Regions from separate parts of the Triticum aestivum genome. Here region 1 is linked to region 2. A link is a contact called in public Hi-C data. All regions are on one chromosome and are shown on one strand. The core of a region is the stretch at or near the end of the contact, and the rest is flanking DNA. Distances in the headings are between cores, read along the strand shown. Region 1 holds the start of LOC123137121. Region 2 holds the start of LOC123137118.

Region 1 (7,320 bases), core at 641-3,140, 510 kb after region 2:
ATTATTTTCTGTTTTCATTTATAATTTCTTTTATTTTAGTTTTATAAAATACCCAGTGAGCACCTAAATTAGTATTACTAATCAGTCCACTGCCACAATTATTTTGGCACGCTACTAATTTAGGTCTATTATTATAACTTGAAAAAGGCATTTAATTAATTGTTTTTGCTGTCATTTCTATTACTTTAGTGCATTTAAATATTTTATTAAAAGATAATTTATTCACCATCATTTACTATGGATTATTTGACACATTAGGAACGGTTTAGTGTTGACTTTTGAAAACTTTAATTATTTTAACTTAAATTCATCATTTAAATTTGAATCGTTTCGAACTAACGCGAGATTATTAACAGTAACCGAGGTGGTGTGGCATTGTTAACGTGGGATTACTTTAACCAAATTATCCGGGCGTCACAACACGTCAATTAAAAGTGGACATAGTCATTTACATAGTCAAAGGCCAAAGCTTAATTTTGACAGAGCAAAAGATAAGTAAACAATATAGTTTCTCCATGTGGGGAAGATGACCAAATATACTCTGTTTTCCTTATACTGCAGGTTACTAATTGGTACACGTGTCACAAAAAATCAATTAATTCATCAAGCTAATCTGGCAAATTATTGGCACACGAAAATTAGTGAAAATGCTAAAACATCCACCACAGCCAAGTAATCACACGTATTGAATACACTTTCCATCTATATGGAAAAACAATATATTCAAACAATCCAACAAACATTTTGTTAGCAAATCAATCAGAGTGAGAGAGAGAGATCTGGAAGAAGGAATTGTAGAAGTGCATGCTCTAGCCAATGCAACCAAAAGACCGATCTTATGAAAGAGACTAGACAACACATTATACGTCAATACTCTCCCTCACGTGTGGCTCCCTTAGGTCTAAAGGTGGAGCGAAAGTGGGCTGCAATTTAATTGTGCCAGCCGGGTCTTGAACTCAAGACCTCTTGACTCCGATACCATGCGAAAGTGCATGCTCTAACCAATGCAACCAAAAGACCGATCTGATGGAAAAGATTAGATAGCACATTATACGTCAATAGGAATTGGTGACAGTTCCCATGAGGCAACCAGAAGAGAGGATAGAAATACCAGGTGCAGCAAGGAGGAGTAAATTGCGGCGTGAAGAAGACTGGCAGAGGAGTACATATGGATCCAGCACCGTTTCGCTGTAGGTCCGCAGCCGCTCAGCACCGCTGCAGCAGGCGGTTGTGGCCGTTGCTCCCTTCATTCCGTCGACGATGATGCAGAGGTGTCCCCGGCGGCAGCCTGTGGCCGCTTCTAACACCAGAAGATCTAGAAATCAGAACAGACTCAAAATGGAGAGGAGAAGTGGGGAGAAAGAATACCTATAGCTGCCATAGACAGTAGGAACACTAAAAATGTGAATTAATTTAGAGAGGAAAGGGATTAGAAAGAGGAACTCACGGGGGGAGGTGCAAACAGAAGAGACGGGGAATGATTTGTGACGAGGCGTGATGGCTGCTGCTCCCCTCCTTTCGTCGATTCCGGATCGAGGCCACGCTCCTCGGCTCGAGCTCCTCCTGCCCCAGCTGGATCGAGGTCGACGGGCGCCGACAGAGCACGAGGAAGCCGTATTTGGGCCACCATGCGAGACGGACGAGGCATGGCTGGCTGCTGCCCCTGCTCCCCTCGTCCCGCCGAGTCGAGGAGAGGGGTGGCGACGAGGAGGGACCGCCACGGCGAGCGGGACGGGCGGGGCTCGAACTCCGTCCATCGTCCAGGTTTCGGATCCGGCACTGCTCTCCGCCGCCTCCGCTACCTCTAATGCTCTGGTTGCGCGCCAGCGGCGGCTTCTCGAGGATCACAGCCTTTCCAGATCCACGGGAAGTCGCTGCTGGGGGATTTGATGATTTGCCCCACTTTACAAGGGTTTTATGATTTGCCCTATGATTGTCTCAATGACAGTGGCCCCAGATCCCATCCGACAGCCTCTCGGGGAGGGGCAAATGATCAAATGGAGAAGTAAAGTGTGGCCCCGCCTCCTCCGGAGGGAGAATTGATTTTAACCCCCCTATGCGCTACACTTCTATCTTTTACCCCTTTGTTCGTTCGCCTTGCTCTGAACCCTCCTGTTGCGACATGTCTTTTGCTGATTGCCCCCTTTGCGCTGTTATCTTTACTTTTAATGGACGAGTTGTTGAATAGTCCCTCCACTTTCGACATATTTTTTTCGCCTGGTCTTTTTTCGTCTCCCTTCCCACCATCCGACCGGTTTACTTTTTTCCACTATTTCCTTCTAAACAAACACTTTCCTACTGTACAAAAAGAGGCAGATCCTAACTTTCCTAACTTATCCAAATCAAGCGATCCATCTCATCAATGCAATTTGCTAGAGGAAACAAATAACAAATTTTATGAAAACAAATAACTGACATTACGGGGGGGGGGGGGGGAATCAATTTACTAGTACTCCTACATCACGATGGAATCAGAACTTTCCTAATACTCCTACATAGCAAATCACCACATATTCACTTGTCGTGGCTCCCGTTCCATGAATAAGAAATTCCCAGCAGCTTCGACCCCTTTCACACCCGACCATGGCGCCGCTGCCCATCGCCGCCATGCCACACGCGAGGGGGCTCTGCCAGTCGGACCTAGCCGCCTTGCTCCCTCGCGCCCGTGTGCTGGGGAGGACATCGCGCGATGCAGACCGCTGGCCGCCGCGTGCGCTGGGCACGTCTCAGCCGGGAGCAGAGGTATCGGGGCCGGGGGCCACTGCGCGCACTATGCGCTAGCCGTGCCTCCAGTGGGTCAGTGCAGCCAAGGTCGTCGTCTCGTCGGGGGCAACGTGCGGGTGCGGGCGTCACGGGTCGTCGTCGTCGTGGACGGTGAGCATGCTGAGGCTGTCGCTTGCCCGTGCAGGCCGGGCGTCGAGCCGCATCAACGTCGTTGAGGTCGCCGACAGCGGCAGGTGCTAGGGGCTTCCTCCGCCGCGTGATGCGGCTGTGCTGCGGCTGTGCTGCGGAGAGCCGGGTCGAGGGCCACTCGTAGGAGCAGCGCGTCGTGGCTGTGGTCTCCACCACGACGGGAGGACTGGTGCTACTGCATGCCTCTTCCACGAGGATATTATTGCTGCAGTGATAGCGAGCGGCACCGACCGGTAGTACCAGCCCCAATGATGGATGGACCAGGAGAGACATTGAAGCCGTGGGCACATAGTACAATCAGCCGATGAACTCTCCACTGAGCTCATAAGAGTAAAAAAGCTCTCCCTCTCCTGCCGGTTTGCATCTCAATTATTTATTTTTGCTGCTCGATGTTCTACATATCAATGCATTCACACGGTGATACAACTTGATTCAAGTGCTTGCATACAAGTAGAATTGCTATTTTTTGTGCCAAAAATTGATTTGTTATCCTGAACTTTTGTCTGCTTGTTTCCACTGTGATGCAGACAGAAATGATATATTATCGGGTAAATTATGCATTAGCTGAGAGCGGTATGAATTTATATTGGGAATAAAAAAGCTATTTTCTTTAGTTGTACTGCTCTTGTTTATGTATGTTGAATTACAAGCGACCAATGAGCATGAAGATATAATGATCAGTGATACAAGTGGTAGTGATAGGGAGGCTTTTGTGAGACAAGTCCCGACTCCCCTCCCTAGGGTCCCCCCCCCCCCCCCCCCCCCCGCCGCCGCCGCCGGGCGCGCCCCGCTCCCCTCCCCCTCTCCTCTTCCCCCTCCTCTTCCCCTCCCCTCCCGCGGCGCGCCCGCGCGCGCCCGGGGGGTCCCCTGTGCCGCGGCCCTCGGCCCCATCTCCCTCCCCTCCCCCCCCCCGCCGTCGTCGGCGCGCTCCGTCAGGCAAAGCCCGGCGGGCAAGGCGGCGGCGGGGCCCTCCTTCCCTGTCCGCTTGAGGGCGCCGGTGCGGGGCGGCCCCTTTGAGCGACGGTGCTGGATGCCCGCGGAATCCAGTGGCGCGGCGGCGGTCTCGCGGGGCGGCGGGGTGGCCTGCTATGGCAGCGCTCCAGCGAACCTCGGGCTGCGCGCTCCGGGGCGGCTGCGGTGCTCCCGTCTCGGGAGGTGGCGCGCGACCGGTCTCGGGCCGGATCCGTATGGATCTGGCTTTGGTGGCCGGCCGGTGGCGCCTGGCTCCGGTGGTGCGTGCCCGGAGGCTCCGGCGCTCGGAGCCCGCCGGGCGACGCGGGTAGGGCAGCGGCCGGGCGTGGCTGCTGCTCCGGCCGTGGGCGGCGACTTGGGTAGGCCTCGGTGGCCTACCAATGTTGTGGCGGCTTCACGGTGACTCGACGGATCTGTCTGCGGCAACGGCCGGCTCCTCCGGCGTCGGTTTGTCTGCGTTCGGGCCGTCTCGTCCTTCACCCCATCTCCTCGTTGCCTGGGCACTACTCCCATCAAAGGGCTGGTCCTTTCCCAGCTACGATCCACCGCTCGTCTCGCGCCCGATGCCGCAGGACAGAGCTCGTCTTGCACATGATGCAGCAGGACCGGGCTCGTCTCGCGCATGATGCAGCAGGACCATCCTCGTCTCGCGCACGATGCAGCAGGACCGAGCTCATCTTGCGCTTGGGGTAGCAGGATGGGTCGGTGGATGCCGGCTCTGACCGACCTATTGGGTCTCGACGCTGGGGGTTGCCCAGGGGCGCGAAAGGTTGGACCTTTCCGCTCGTCTCTTTCGTTGGGGTGCGCCGGGTCACGAGTGAGGTGGTGTCGAGGTCTTGGATGCTGGGGCGGCAGCCCTGGTGGTGGTGGTGGCGCGGTGCTCTTGGACAAAGCACGCGCCTTGGTTTTGCCCGCTCATCATGGCCGTGTGGGCGGCGTGGTTGCCGGGGTGTGGCGTTCGATGGCGGTGAATGTTGGCTGAGGTGAAAACCTGCTCTTTCTTCAGAGGGACCGGCGGCGGCGAAGATCGCTCCCTTCTTGAAGGCGTCGGCGCGGCTCTCATTGTCCGGCATGCGGCTCCGGGGGAAACTTTGATCCTTGGATCGGGCGGTGGCGGCGCTCCGGCGTCGTTTCCTTCCTAAAGGCGCCGCCTTGGAGCGCATGGTTCGTCATATGTAGCTTCATATCTTCGGGATGGTAGTGCTAGGAGTAGTGTTGCTGCGCTCAGCGCCTCTGTATCCTGTCCTGGGTGTGTGCGTGTGTTGTGGTGGCGTTGCATGTGGTTGTACTGGATGCTTGTGGGTTGTTGCTTTATATATAAAGCGGGGCGAAAGCCTTTTTCGGTATAGGGAGGCTTTTGTGTCAGCTTGTTTATTTTCGTTTTTGATACATGGATACTGAATTCATAGCTCTCCTGGGCAATCAGTACACGGCCATAAGTCTGATCGATGTGGCGGGCAATCAGTACACGGCCATAAGTCTGATCGATGTGGTGGGGATGGTCTCTGATGTTGGATAATATCTGTTTTCTCTTCTTGATTGTAGGTCGGTCTCATAGAACTTATATGCCTATGCTTTGGTTAATGCATACTCACTACGGGTATGGTCTATTATTGATGTTCATACACAGAATTGGTTTTGCCAAATTATGTTCGATTAACATGTTGTTATAATAATAGAAAGCTTTTGCAAAATTCTGCATGATGTCGTATTAAGCTTGATGGAACTAACCTCCCAAAAATGGCAATCTCTATTGGTGTTTTTTTTATCTCTGTTGATAAGTTTTGATCTCAGGTTGCACGTAAAGTTCTTGACCCATATCCTAAATACCACATATAATCTTTGGTTGTTACTTTGAATACATATGATGTTGAATCTGTCTCCTTTGGATCTCCAAATGATTTGCAATGTTGGATACCAGAAAATAGATTGAGCAGCCATCACACATTAGACTAATAATATATGGCATGTTACCTGGCCGTTCTCTTTATACACAATAGTATAGTTATATATACCAACTGTAGAAAAATATTCATTTGCCACTGAAACTTATATTTGTTTTCTATTTCGGAAATTAAGAGCATCTACAATCGGACCCCTCAAACATCCCATTTGAGAGTCCGGTCATTGTCCTGGACAGAAAAGAGAAGAAAAAAGGCCACCCAATCACAATCCCTACTTTGTCTTGGCATGTCCAGTCAGTCCACAGATCCCCCGTATCCAACCCATATGTGAGGAGCATATAAGGATGTCCGAGCTATTTGGGCATGTTCTCCAAGGAGCACCCAGGTAATAGGCTAGCTCTTTTGTTTGCATCATTATCATTATCTAATTAGTTCTCTTTATTTCAGTAAATGTAGAACAACAAATAGTCTATGCGCTTCTGAATCAAAAGTTTTTTGAGTAGGACCTTATGCTCTTTTAACTGAACTGGGAGCACTGACAGTTATTTGCAAAGTAATTGCCTCCTATGAGTGTTTGGTAGTGCTTTGTGCTCCAATTTCAGTTGCATTGCTTCTGATGTATGAATGAACTATTTCCTCGTTTGGTAATTAACGCAACCGACGTTTTTCTTCATGAGAACAGATATTTTTGTAGTGTATAGTACAATTGTTTTTGTTAGTTACCCTCCCTATGAACCTATTGTACTCATTTATCAATTTTGCATTGTTAATATATCCAGAATTAGTTGTGACTGCAAAGTGCAGAAGAAAAATCAATTGCTACAAGCAAAAGTATTATTTTGGAACATTTGTATAGATGTTGTATAGTAGTGACCAGCACCAATACTTTAGAACATTGTGTCCATTATTTCCCTTCTGCTCGAAATAAAGCGAAACCAGTTTGATATTAAATATGTTTTTCGTCTTGCCAAGGTTAAGTGTGCACCTGGAAAAATAAAACTAATCATGTGCAAGGTGTAGAGATGGGGAAGCAGGAGGAAGATGCTGTTGTTTGTCCGACGCAATCTGAAAGCATGCTCAAAATCAATGAAAATAGAACAAAAATTTACTATCATTCTCTCAAACCTTACACTGAACTTGCTACTAAAGAAGGTATGCATGATGCATATCAAGTAAGTCCTGTCCGCAATTGTTTTATCTTCCACAATTGTTTCTTGTGTCACTACTGTTAGAGTTCAAAATGTCCAAAACAAGATAACATTTACCGATGCTGCTAAATGACCGGTTCAAAATAAATAGATCAGCAGCTTTCCAGTTTTATCAGTTTCACATGGATGTATCCCTTGTTGTAGGCAGCCAACCCACTGCAAGGTGTGTGCCCTCGAGCAATTATTACTCTGTGTTGGTAACAATAACTGGAATTGGCTTCTTTGCTTTACAATTAGTAGTATGGAAGATTACTTCCTTGCTGTTTCACCACTAAAATTGAGGTGATTTCAAATGAATTTAGAGTTCCAAAGTTTGAGATTCT
Region 2 (6,563 bases), core at 3,303-5,802:
GCCCGCATGCCAGCGAGTGGAAGGCTGCAGAGGGGAAAATATTAGGTGCTTATTAGGTGCTCCGGAAGCACCTAAGCTTAGGTGCTCCCGTGTGAGCTCAGCCGTTGGATCTTAGATCCAAGAGCTCCTGTGAAATGATGAACATTTTTGCAAAAAGCCCTCATAAAATCTAAAAAATGCGCACAAGTACAGCAGCTCCTTGTTTGCTGTTGGATCTGAGATCCAAGGGCCCAGAAGTCCGTATCATGGGAGCACCTATGCTCCCGTATCACAGGATACTCTCCCGCTGCAGAGTCCATGCGTCTTTTCTTCCCTACTCCCGTCCACGTCTAGTCACGCCGGCCGACACTGACCCTAGTCGCCATGGGTGGCTTCTTCGGCAAGGGAAAGCACAACCCCGGGGCCAGCTCGTCGCACGGTCATGCCAAGGGGAAGGGCTCTGTTAGGTACCAAATATATGTATCACACGATCTATAGCACTCACACAAGGATTCTTGTCTTAGCAATGATTATAAGAGGAATGGGAGAGGAAGGGGAACTGAGGTAAAAGAAGAACAGAGAGCCGCCGCCGCCGGGTTCGTGATCCTACGCGGATACCTCGTCCAGCGCTTGGGTCCTGCTATTTTTAGTAGTTGCAGCTGTAGCTGCTCCTCCGACGGCAAGGTAGCTGGGCCTAGCCCATAGCCGGCACATGGTAGCAGGGATGCTGACATCCCCTCCCCCTTAACAATCGGCTTGCCCCCAAGCCGGTGCCGTTTCTCCGCTGATTTCATAGGAGTGTTTCCTTGTAAACACCAACCTGAGCATATGCATAGTGCAATAAGCAAGCCGAGTAGAGCAGGTACTTGCATGCCTTGAACATTTGCAAAGTTCAATCCTCCTGGATCCCATTGCTCACAAGAAGAAAGTGCTGGCAGAACTAACTTTACTGCACAATGTTCATTGCCTTGTACTCCCTCAGATTTGAACGCCTCAGACATGTAGCAAGGAGACTTGCAATAATGGTCCTGGAATAGATACAAGTCATCAAGTGAGAGCAGCCCATAACTGAATTGTCGCCCCACGATAATGGCTTGAGGACCATCTTCAGGACTAGAGTTCATTGCATGCCAGCCATAGGTAGCAGGACTTCTAAAATTCCATGGCATCATAAGCCGCATAAAAAATATCACTTCGGACGGCTGCAGTCCCAAGCTACCCAGATCCCAGACTTTGTTCAGTTTTGTGATGCTAATCCCATACCTCAACGGATCTGGGAGAAGTAAGCTGAGGAAGCACCAACTATGTGCAACAAACTGGACCAACACAAGAACCATATCACCTAGATCCCCTGATATCAACACTGTTTGCTGAACAACTAGGTACTGCAGTATTCGTAGAGCATCGATCAGAACTGGTAGGTCACCCAGGTCCCATGCAATACGCCAACGAAGTGTAGCACCATCAAGCGAACAACATGTGTCATTGCCGGGATCCCATGGCAGCAACAATAGCATACAGAAGGTGGCTCTGCTTGTCACAAGGTGACTCATACCAACAAATTGTAGATTGTTACATGGATCCCAAGGAAACAACAGCAGATGACATGTAACTATACGTGTACCCCAAGAACTACCAAGAACAGTAAAGTTCCATATTGTGGGTGACAGTAAGAATGGTCGCTGCAATGTGCAAGCCCTGCTAAAGCGCCCAAACATGAGAAACCCAGCTCGAGGGAATGGCAGCCACGCGATTTGCCAGTCAAATTGCTCAAAAATTAGCAATACTGAGCTAGAGCGATATTGAAACTGGGCCATTGAACGAGTGCTCACCATATAATCAGATCCGCATTTGGCATGTGCCAGCTTACCACTTGGAGATTGCCTGAGCTGCACTGTCGAGTCCCCTGGCAGAAACACCATGTTGGTAGTTGGGAATGCCACTTTGGATAAGAGGCTTCCATTGTCACCCAACTGCTGCACCAATAAACTGACACATGTTGACTGAGGTTGAAGACTTGATATAGGGAAATGGGAACCGAGAGGCCATGGAATGGTCCACTGAGGATTCATAACGAGTGTAAAGAATTATTCCATGGCATAAGATCTTGAGTTGGTGACCATGTAAGTCTAAACGACCATCCATCTGGACGTACTACAAAGGAAGGCCATGGCTTCAGGTCACATGATGTCTCTATGAATTTCTGTAACTTCCCAAGTTGAAGAGAATAAGGAGACTGCTTATGGAACCAACTGCTCTGCATATGAGACACATCCATAGGAAACAAGAAACTTAGAATCATGCTCCTAAGCTCTGCTTCATCAGGTGGACGCCACTGTTGTATATGTTCATTTTGCCAATAACTCCAAGAGTTCCCAGTAGAACAGAACGCGAACCAAAAGTTTGCCAAAGCAGCTCGTAAACAGGCTGATTCCGAATGACACTCGAACGACGGACACGACATTGGGCGTAGCACCTGACCCTTTAACTGTAGATTCAGAGTTGTAACAACTGCACTCCTGGAGAAATATCCAATATGAGTGATAATAGGAGATGTGGATAGCAGAGATTCCAAATAAATGGCACAATCGGCGGACTCCAAGCCTGTCTTTCTACTAGCCGAACAAGTAGCAGCACGAGTAATGAAATTCTTACATCTCAGTATGGAAAGTAGCCATTTTTGCAATTCGCTCCATAACCTTGGTTGATAGTCAGGTGGCCACCACACATAGCCAACATCATCAGTCGTGGCTATGCCAAGTACCTGAATATCATTGTTCCCTGCAATTTGCACTTGAATGGGAGGCGGCCATGGCTGTGGTTCAGTTTCCTTCCGCAATGGTGGCAGGAGCGAGCCTTTGCTCTCAACAACAAGATGAACGCCATGTGGTCGATGCTCTGTGCATGCAGTTGGCTGCACCCGGTCGTCACCGTGGACGAGGGCAACCGAAGGCACCGATTGCGCCGGGCGTGTGACCCACAAAATCAGGGATGCATCAGCAACGTCAGCGTAGTTGTTGGCAATGCCAGGGTTGTACCTCGAGAGCATCGGAGGTACAGGGGTGGCAAGTTTGACATCGATGGTGATGTCAACAGCCTGGTACTCCTTCTGGTCTTCCGGTTCGGCCATTGGAGGGTTGGGCGTGATGTCCTTGAGGTCGACCGCATGCTCAAGGAAGATGGCAGTAGGGGCGTCACGTCCTTTGTTGCCAAAGTCGGTGGTGGCAACCTGCTGCGAGCATTCCGTCGAACATGTTATAGGCGCAAACTTGATGCAGGCAGAGGACGTGTCATGGAGGACCTCGAAGACCTCCTGGGCCTTGGTGGTGAAGGGGACGCCGGGGAAGATGGCGAGCTCAGTGACAACTTCTGGAATTGCCGCCATCAATGTGTACTCGGCCGTGCCCACGATGGGGACGTGGCCGCTGTCGAGGGAAGACTTGGGGGATGTATCGTGGACGTGAGGTGGCGTGCTGATGGCCCCGACGGACTCGTCGTCGTGACCAGAGATAGCCACGGTGGAGTTGTTGAGGTCGACCACGGGCTCGGGGCCGAACGCGCGGCAGTGTCACGGTTGTCCTTGACAACGGCTGGTGAAGGAGAAGCCGGGGCCGGCAACACGTCGAGTGTAGCGTACCACATTTGCAGGCGACAACATCGGTAGTAGATGCAGCGGCCATCCCAGTACGCGAACGCGTGAGCTGCTGCGTGCGCCGAAGTGAATCGGACATCCGCCGCTACACAAGGCTCTCCTTCCTCCGATTTTGTTTGGGGATACACCACCAACTGCTCTACATCAAAGGGAGCGAAGAGGGAATACACTACATCAGTAGTGATAGGGTAAATCGCTTGCTCCACGACCAAGCTGAGAACCTGATCTGAGGACATTTGGTGGCTAAATATTTGATCGAACAGGTTTAAGGTGGTGATTGAGGAAAAAAAATTGAGGCAGGAAAGATGGTGGACTGGCTCTGAATACGAAATGTTAGGTACTAGATATATGTATCACACGATCTATAGCACTCACACAAGGATTCTTGTCTTAGCAGTGATTACAAGAGGAATGGAAGAGGAAGGGAACAGAGGTAGAAGAAGAACAGAGAGCCGCCGCCGTCGGGTTTGTGATCCTACGCGGATACCTCGTCCAGCGCTTGGGTCCTGCTATTTGTAGTAGTTGCGGTTGTAGCTGCTCCTCCGACGGCAAGGTAGCTGGGCTTAGCCCATAGCCGGCCCATGGTAGCAGCGATGCTGACAGGCTCACCGGCCATGGGACCAGTTGTACATCTCAGTGCATCGGGCGCAGTACTGGGAGTACCGCCGCCGTGGCCGAATGTCAACCTCCTGCACAGTTGGCATCTCGACCCCCACCGCATCCCAGTGCCGTACTCGGAGCGGGTGCGTGCGGAGATCCGCAAACGGCGTGTCATCCTCACGCTGGAGCAGCGCACCGACCTGGCATACGCGACAGACAGTCCCAACTAGGACGTCTGATTCACCACTGAGTACAATGTGCGCCGCCGCGGCGCCGTTCAGGTCGAGGCCCGCCCTCCACCGCTGCCGCCAATGGTGAAAAGGACACGAAGGCGAAGGCGGAGTACCAGGCTGCACTAGAGGAGACACTCCAGCGCGAGGAGGGCACACGATGGCCTGGAGGAGGCGCTCTAGCTCTGCGTGACCGGCAATTGCGTCTACCCGCCACCGCCACCGCCACCACCAGCACCGCCGGCACCCGCAGACCTCAGAGCTGGGCTAGTTTTTTCTTTTAAGTTTTTATTTATGTTTTATCTTTCCCTAATTTTTTTTTTAATAATAAAGCACCTAGCGTTTCTGGTCGCCCGTCGCGGCATTTTGCAGAAAAGTCCCTCTGTTTAAGAGAATTCAACCCACAGTCCTATTTTAAGTGAGGACGAATCGTTTTTTTCGCATTTTATACAAAACCCCCTACATTTCATGCCAATTAACCCACAATCCATATTAAGTCACTGTGAATCATTTTTTTTAGTTTTACAAAACAAACCCTGATATATGTGTTAATGACCCCACGGTCTATTAAGAATAAATATCTTTTTTTAAGTAACCATATCTATTAAACCGTAACTCCAATTTTAACATGTTATATATGAAAGTGTATTAGAAAAATGTTTAGAATATTAATATAATGTTATTTTTACACGTCAACTATTTTTAAATTCAGTTTAGGAACATATTTAAATGTTTTAAAATAATATTCATAACTTTTAAGCCGCAACTCCAATTTTAACATGTTATATATGAAATTAATTAAAAAATGTGTAGAATATGAATATGATGTTATTTTTACATGTCAAATATTTTTAAATTCAGCTTAGAAACAGATTTAAATGTTTTCATAACTTTTAAACCGCAACTCTAATTTTAACATGTTATATGTGTAATTAATTAGAAAAATGTGTAGAATATGAATATGACATTATTTTTACACGTCAAATATTTTTAAATTCAGCTTAGGAACAGATTTAAATGTTTTAAAAATATATTCATATCTTTTAGATCGTAATTCAAATTTTAACATGTTATATATGAAAATTGATTAGAAAAATGTGTACAATATCAATATGAGGTTATTTTTACTGGTTAGTTAACCATTTTTAAATGTTGTTTAGGTACAGGTTCAAATGCTTTAGAAAATATTTCTATCTTTTAAACCCTAACTTTAATTTTAACATGTTATATATGAAAATTGATTAGTGACGTTTCACAAGTGGTGTTTTTTTTCGTAGCAACGCACTGGGCCCTTTTACTAGTGTATAATTATGTTTGAAGTGGACTTTGGCAGGTTTTAGTGTTTAATTATATTTTATTAATCTACATGTTTTTAAATTTGAATAGTTTATATTTCTATTTAGTTATTTTTCTAAAACAACACGGGCTAGCGTTGGGCCCACCTGCGACCCAATTCAAAAACCGGATACACGCATCTGCTCAGCCACTCAAACAAACAAAAAATACATCCGTTTGCGTCAGCCGGTTGGAGTTGCCCTAACACCTCTTTTTTTTTTTGCGTATGCCCTAACACCTCTTTGATCTCACACACACTGGATAGGGTTTGATACGGCCGGTTGTGATTTACTTCCTCAATATCAACATATAAGACGTTTTTTGCCACTGTCATAGTGTCAAAACATGGTCCTATATTTTGATAGAGATTACACTGACTGACAATAGCTTTGAAGACACCACAAAAGAAGAGAAATGAATGTCTATGCACCGACAAAGGGATCACAGAATAACACATTGCACTTTTATCAGATTGATACAACAGTGCCTTGCAAATTCAACACAAAATGTATGCCTTTCACCTTAACAAATGACTGCAGCCTAGCATAACTTCTCAGTGTGGAGGAGAATGGGGGGAAAATGCATCCTTTAAAATTGTCATTAAACAAAAGAGTACAAGCTACCTTTCATATTCACAAACAACAATTAGGCTGAATGACTGATCAAATGGTGATTTTTGCCTATGCCAGGACGTTGGTCATCTTGGGCCAGACAGTTCCACGGCGCGGAGGTTATATGTGGAGTCAACAATCCAGTCGTTGCGAAGA

Evidence for each region. Hi-C and Micro-C count contacts between places; a contact is called where the count stands out from the background.
Region 1: a contact with region 2 is called in a Hi-C map of leaf, with 3 times the contacts expected there. The contact joins the promoter of LOC123137121 here to the promoter of LOC123137118 in region 2. A contact is called at or near these places in 2 of 5 Hi-C or Micro-C datasets (both in leaf).

What each region holds. Positions count from the first base shown.
Region 1 is chr6B:344,629,246-344,636,565 of IWGSC CS RefSeq v2.1, forward strand. It overlaps LOC123137121, which reads right to left and starts at 1,891. Exons shown (of 3, transcript XM_044556721.1): 1 at 1,448-1,891; 2 at 1,112-1,300. The coding sequence starts at 1,757.
Region 2 is chr6B:344,114,195-344,120,757 of IWGSC CS RefSeq v2.1, forward strand. It overlaps LOC123137118, which reads right to left and starts at 4,553. Exons shown (of 2, transcript XM_044556718.1): 1 at 2,635-4,553; 2 at 1-2,490. The coding sequence starts at 2,051. The coding sequence ends at 510. LOC123137117 (LRR receptor kinase SERK2) reads right to left here. Exons shown (of 11, transcript XM_044556717.1): 11 at 6,235-6,563. The coding sequence ends at 6,494.